Linked DNA regions of Pan troglodytes: region 1 is linked to region 2. The links are chromatin contacts, called in public HiChIP or PLAC-seq maps. All regions are on one chromosome and are shown on one strand. Each heading gives the region's core, a stretch centred on a gene start, on an enhancer-like site or on the middle of the called end of the contact. The rest is flanking DNA. Distances are from core to core; before and after follow the strand shown.

Evidence for each region. HiChIP or PLAC-seq counts read pairs in DNA pulled down with a chosen protein or histone mark.
Region 1: a contact with region 2 is called in an H3K4me3 HiChIP or PLAC-seq map of stem cell-derived excitatory neurons, with 4 times the contacts expected there. The contact joins the promoter of RIC1 here to the promoter of BRD10 in region 2. A contact is called at or near these places in 1 of 7 Hi-C or Micro-C datasets (stem cell-derived neural progenitor cells) and 1 of 1 datasets of contacts at active chromatin or transcription factors (stem cell-derived excitatory neurons).

Annotation. Positions count from the first base shown.
Region 1 is chr11:110,294,200-110,296,936 of NHGRI_mPanTro3-v2.0_pri, reverse strand. It overlaps RIC1 (RIC1 homolog, RAB6A GEF complex partner 1), which reads left to right and starts at 1,327. Exons shown (of 30, transcript XR_008537235.2): 1 at 1,327-1,697.
Region 2 is chr11:109,920,213-109,923,095 of NHGRI_mPanTro3-v2.0_pri, reverse strand. It overlaps BRD10 (bromodomain containing 10), which reads right to left and starts at 1,461. Exons shown (of 9, transcript XM_063788722.1): 1 at 1,365-1,461; 2 at 107-927. The coding sequence starts at 699.

The DNA.
Region 1 (2,737 bases), core at 78-2,577, 370 kb before region 2:
CCAGGCTGGAGTGCAGTGGAGGGATCTTGGTTCACTGCAACTTCCGCCTCCCAGGTTCAAGCGATTCTCCTGCCTTAGCCTCTCGAGGAACTGGGATTACATGCACCTGCCACCACGCCCAGCTAATTTTTGTATTTTCAGTAAGACGGGGGTTTCACGATGTTGGCCAGGCTGGTCTCGAACTGCTCACCTAAAGTGATCTGCCCGCCTCGGCCTCCCAAAATGCTGGGATTACAGGCGTGAGCCCCAGCACCCCGCCTACGTTGCTACTTTTTAATGTGGGGTCATTTTTTAAACCTGGCTTTTTAATTGAAAAAGTAATACAAACATATGGAAAAATTCAAACTGTACTAAAAAAGGTAGACAATGAGAAGCAAATCTTTCTTCTATTTCAGACTCCTCCTTCCCCCATCCCACACCATATCCCCTCAACCCTCCTTCTATTCAGACGTTACCACTGGGTCAATCCGTTGAAAGTTACAGTTAAGGTGATACCTGGGGTCCAAAAGCTAAATATGGACCTACGCTATCACCAGTCCCTTCCAGTTCTAAAACCAAGTCCAAGCCTTTTGCAGCACGAAAGAGATAGCCTCCTCTCATCTAAAGTTATGGCTGGTAAGGCTGAGACGAATGGAAACGGATTTCAAAGACCTAGATTTAGAACTCCTGAAAGGCAGGAGACAGAACTCAATACTTTCATGGTGAGTGGTTTATTTACTGATTAAATAAACGCTCCCTTAGGGATGTAAGCTCCACACCGGCAGGAGCTTCATCACCAGCTCTCACTGCAGACCCCGGCATTAAAGGAGCTCACACGGTAAAAGCCCCTACCGCCCACCACAGCCACAGCGGCCGGCAGCCCAAAGTGGGAAACCGCGCAGGGCGTCACGTGACTCCAGCTCCCCCCGGCAACCGGCCCGCCCCCACCGAGACCCCGCCAATCCGGAAGGGAGGTCCAATTTGGCCAGGCCAGGGCGTGTTCCACCGGCCCAGTAGCCTTGCTGCTGCGTTATCCCTAGACTCGCCCCACTTGCCTCGGAGTCTCAGGCCGTTGCCTAGGTCCTCCCGGTAAAACCCTGGAGATTGCTAGGGAAAGGAGCAAGGGAGGGGCCAGCGCGCAGAAGTGCGTACGCAACGCGGCGGCCGCGGGCGAGGCTTATGCGGAGCTTAAGAAACAGCTAGGGAGACTGCAGGAGTCTCCAGAGCGCGCGCGCGGGCCCTCCCCGGCCCGACCCACGCGGCGCGGCGTGGTGACGCCCGCGCGGCCTGAGGAAGGGGCGGGGTCGGGGCGGGCCTCCGCGCTCCTCCCGCCCTCTCTGTGTCCCTACTCTCCCTCCCCTTCCCTCCCCCACACTCGGCCCCGTCAGCTTGGGGGTGCCTTCGTCGCGCAGCCTCGCGTCGGCCCGGCCCGGCCAGGCCAGCGGGCAGATGCCCCGAGCTGCCGCCGCCGCCGCCGCCGACTCGGCCGGTGGCGGTGTGGGAGGTGGGCGACCAGCCCGGGGCCGCTGAGTGTGACGGACGCAACTGGGGGCGCCGGGGGCTCCGCACGGACCATGTATTTTCTGAGCGGCTGGCCCAAGAGGCTGCTGTGCCCTCTGGGGAGCCCGGCCGAGGCGCCTTTCCACGTTCAGTCCGACCCGCAGAGGGCTTTCTTCGCCGTGCTGGCCGCGGCCCGCCTCAGCATCTGGTACAGCCGAGTAAGTAGAGCCGCCCGCCGCCTTTCGCCGCTGCCTCCCCGGCCTCCCGGCGCCGTCCCACCCCCAACTTCCACCCAGAGCCTAGGACTCCTGCCCCTTCGTGCCAGACCCACCTGCCTTCGCAGTCCGCGTCCTCGTCCCACCGAATTGGCCGCACGTACCCGCCGGCTGCAGGCACGTCCTCCAGCCGGCGGTCCGGGGTGGATGAAGTCGCTGCTGCCGAAAATCCCTGAGCCTCCCCGCGTTGGACCGACGGCCGCGGCGTGCAGACTCCGCACGCTCCCCGGCCGAGCCCAGACTTGTTCTTCCCTCCCTTCCCCCATTCCCCGAGGGACAAATTTGTTTAAACTTTCCACAATTAGAAATCCGGCCGCTGTGGTGCCCCAACCCTCCCTTACTTTAAAGGTCGCCGTTTTGGAGTTAGGGAAAGCCTCTTGGGCTTTCCCCAGCGCCAGACTTTACAGGCCTGTAATAACTTACTTCTACAAACTACAGCCTGAATTCTTTATTCTTCACTAAAGGTCTGGTTATTTAACTCCCCTCTTTAACCCCAACATCCCTTCCCCACTTTCGAGTTGGTCTTTTTCTTTGCTGCTGCTCTTGGACTCTTCGGACTAGGGGGTTAAAGGAGCGGAAGTAGAACTCAAATCTGTCCGCAGAACTCCCAGTTATAACACCTGGAAATAATAAGGCTTGGGAGGAGCATGGAACTGAATTCTGTTTTTGCTTTAAGTCCTGGTTATCTTTTTCTTTCTTGTATTGAATTACTGAGTAGATATGAGAAAGAAATAAGTGGTGGATGGGATACTCCCTACTCTCTGCAAACACTGCTATAACTTTGTCTATGAGAACGACGGAGTTCAGAGTATAAAAATGCTTTTTTTCCTCCCCAAAGAAGGCAGTACCAATCGATGTCAGAGTGAAGTTTTTCTCCTTTCCAAGTTAATTTGACCATGTGGGGATAGGTTGTGACCTTGTCCTTATTAGGTGTTCGTGAAATACTGGTTTTAGTTTGTTAAAATCCCCAAATCTTTGTGTGT
Region 2 (2,883 bases), core at 212-2,711:
CCTATCAGCGCCGCCCCCAGGCCCCTGGCCCAGCCCATCCTCGGGCACGTGTGAGTGTGTGTTTTGTGTCAGTCTGTCAGTGCCACCGGGGACCGGGCTCGCTTACCGAGAGAGAAGCGCTAACTTCTGCTCCAGCATCATCTCCAGCTTCTGGCCCTGTTTGGAGATCCAGTGGTCCACTCCGTGCAGGCGGTAGCACGTCTCCAGCATCAACCTGAAGTCCGCCACGAACTCGGTGATGCCCCCGTACTGGCCGCTGGCGAACTTCTCTTCCATCTTCAGCAGACACATGCCCTGTCCGGGCTGCTGCGGGAAGGCGCGACCGCCCCGGCCCCCGCTGCGCGGCCCTTCCGCCACCTCCTCCTCCGCGGTGGCAACGCCCCCCAAGGGCTGCAGAAAGGGGGCGGTGAGGCCCCGGTGCTTCTCCTGCAGGAACTCGCCCAGGATGCGGTAGCCCTGCTGTAGCTCGTAGGTCAGCTCCTGCTCCTTGCAGCAACCGCCTCCGATCACCATCGCCTCCATCTCTTCCTCCTGATCGTCCGCGTCCTCCAGCGAGGAGGCACTCCTTCCGTGGGCCGGCCCTGAGGTCTGGGCCGCCGCTGCCACCTCCTCCTCGTCGTTCTCTCCTTCGGCCGCCGGTGGCGGCCGCTCTTCCTCCCCAGCCGGCTCCATCGCTCCCGGCGTCCCGGGCACACTCATGCCCCGGCAGGCCTAGGCTGGGCGGTGTGGAACAGCCGCTCGAGGTGCTGGGGGACGCGTGAGCGCGAGCCGCTTCCTCACGGCTCGGCCGCGGCGCGTAGCCCCCGCCACATCGGGCCTGGCTCTCCTCAGCCGCCGGCTCGGCTCGGTGCGCGCGGGGGTCTTGAGCTCACCGCCGGCGGGGCGGGGTTACATGGCGCGCGAGGAGGGGGGAGAGAAGAGGAGAGCCTAGGTGCCCTCCTCTCCCCTCCCCCCGGCGGCGGCGCGCGCACGGCCCTCGCCGGCCTCACCCCTCCGCACCCCGCCCGCCTGCTCTTCACCGGCCAGGCCCTGCCGGGTCGCCGCGGCCTCGGCGCGGCCTCGGCGCCCCACCCCCTCCCGGGCCAGCGGGGGGCTGGGAGGGGGCGAGGAGGAAGGGGGTTCTCCTCTCCCCTCCCCGGAGGGGGCCGCAGCGGCGGCTCCGACTCCTCCTCTCCCTCACACCCCCTCCCGCCCCCCTCTACCTGCGGGGGACACGGGCAGAAGGAGGCGGTGCACGGACGGGGCCCGGCGACAACTGTCAGTTAGAAGCCCCGCTGGGCGGTGAGGGGGGAGAAAGGGGAGGGGCAGGGAGAGAAGGGGGAGGGCACTCAGCCCCCCGGCTGGGAAGAGCTGTGGAGAGAAGCAAAGAAAGAGGCCCTGTCGCCATCCCCGGTGCGCATGCGTAGTAAAACAATTTCCCCCCCACCACCCTCCCGCCACCATCGTGCCCCGCCCCGCTACGCAAAAGGAAGAGCTTCGGCTCAGCTACAGGCCCAGAAGCCTGCTAGGGTTGCGCGGACCAATGATGTAATCAATCGTAGGCCAATCGAACATGTTGATGGAGGGGGAAGCAAGGCGCCTGCGCAGCTTAATTCGCTACCGCCTGGGAAGGTGGCCAAAAGGCTTTTTCTAAAGCAAGTGCTTCAAGAGGAAACTTCTTTTGCAAGACCCGTGTTAGCCCCCCCCAAACTAAAATTAAAGTTGCTAGATAACCTTTGTTAATGGCAAATGAATAGTGAGAAAGCGCAAAATGTAAATCTTCTCTACTATAAAATTTACATTCTGTTCCCACTCTTTCTCCCTTGTGACTGCGGGTCTTTTATATATAACCAGAATTTTGAGAAGTTTAGAAAGAAAGTTTAAGGACTCCACCATACGTTCACATGCAGAAGAAAAGGAGGTGATTTTTAGAACCCCAGCTCTTAACATCAATTCATATTTTGGAACTAATTCCATGTTTTCAGTTACAAATTTCCACCCTCCCGATTCTTGAGATCTGTTAAGAATAAAGAGAATGGAACCTCATTTAAACAAATTCTTGGGACTGAAAACAGTCAAAATAGTTCATGTCTGAGTTGTACAGCATTAAACAGTTGTTTGCATGGGCTGACAATCTCACTACATTTTACAATTACTGTTTAATGACTAAAAAGTGGACTCATCATTCACATTGGTTTACATGTTACTTAAAATTAGTCGGGAGGTAGGAATTCGTGGTTCCATAAAGCAAATACTATTATTTCCTCAAGTTCTATTTGAAAGACGCACATATTATTTTTTCTGGGTACACAGAACCCTCGTTAAAACCTAGAATTACCTAAACACAAAAACAAAATTACAGAAATCATGCATTTTAAAGGTAAAATGTGTATAACTAAATGATTAGGATACTCTGACTCTTGCAATTGTTTACTTCTCATTAATGTGAACTTTAAAGCAGTGATAAAAAAATTTTTTTAACCTCAAAGCTGTTTTTGTCCAGTAAGTTAAGTATCACTCTTAAGTAAAATAGTGAAGCGGGAACGCTCTTTTAGTTAGGGTATTCACACTGTCCTCCACACATACCTTTTATCTAGTATTCGAGGTCTCCTCTCATCAGACATTTGTAATATATAACGCATTTACAAGGTTCTCTCCCCTCAGAGAAGAGTCCACAGAACCTCAGCTCACAGAAAAAAATGCAGGGATCAGTCTTACTTCAGCACCTGGCAACCAAAAACTGTGTCTGACTAGACATTCCTCCTTTCTTTCGACAAAGCCCAGGAATCTGAAGCCCAACGTACCCAAGCAAACATCCTCTACTCTTTAGTCATTAGCCCTATTTCATGACTCTTGGACAATATTAGCTTACATTATTGAATCCTGTGCCACTAAGCACTTTAT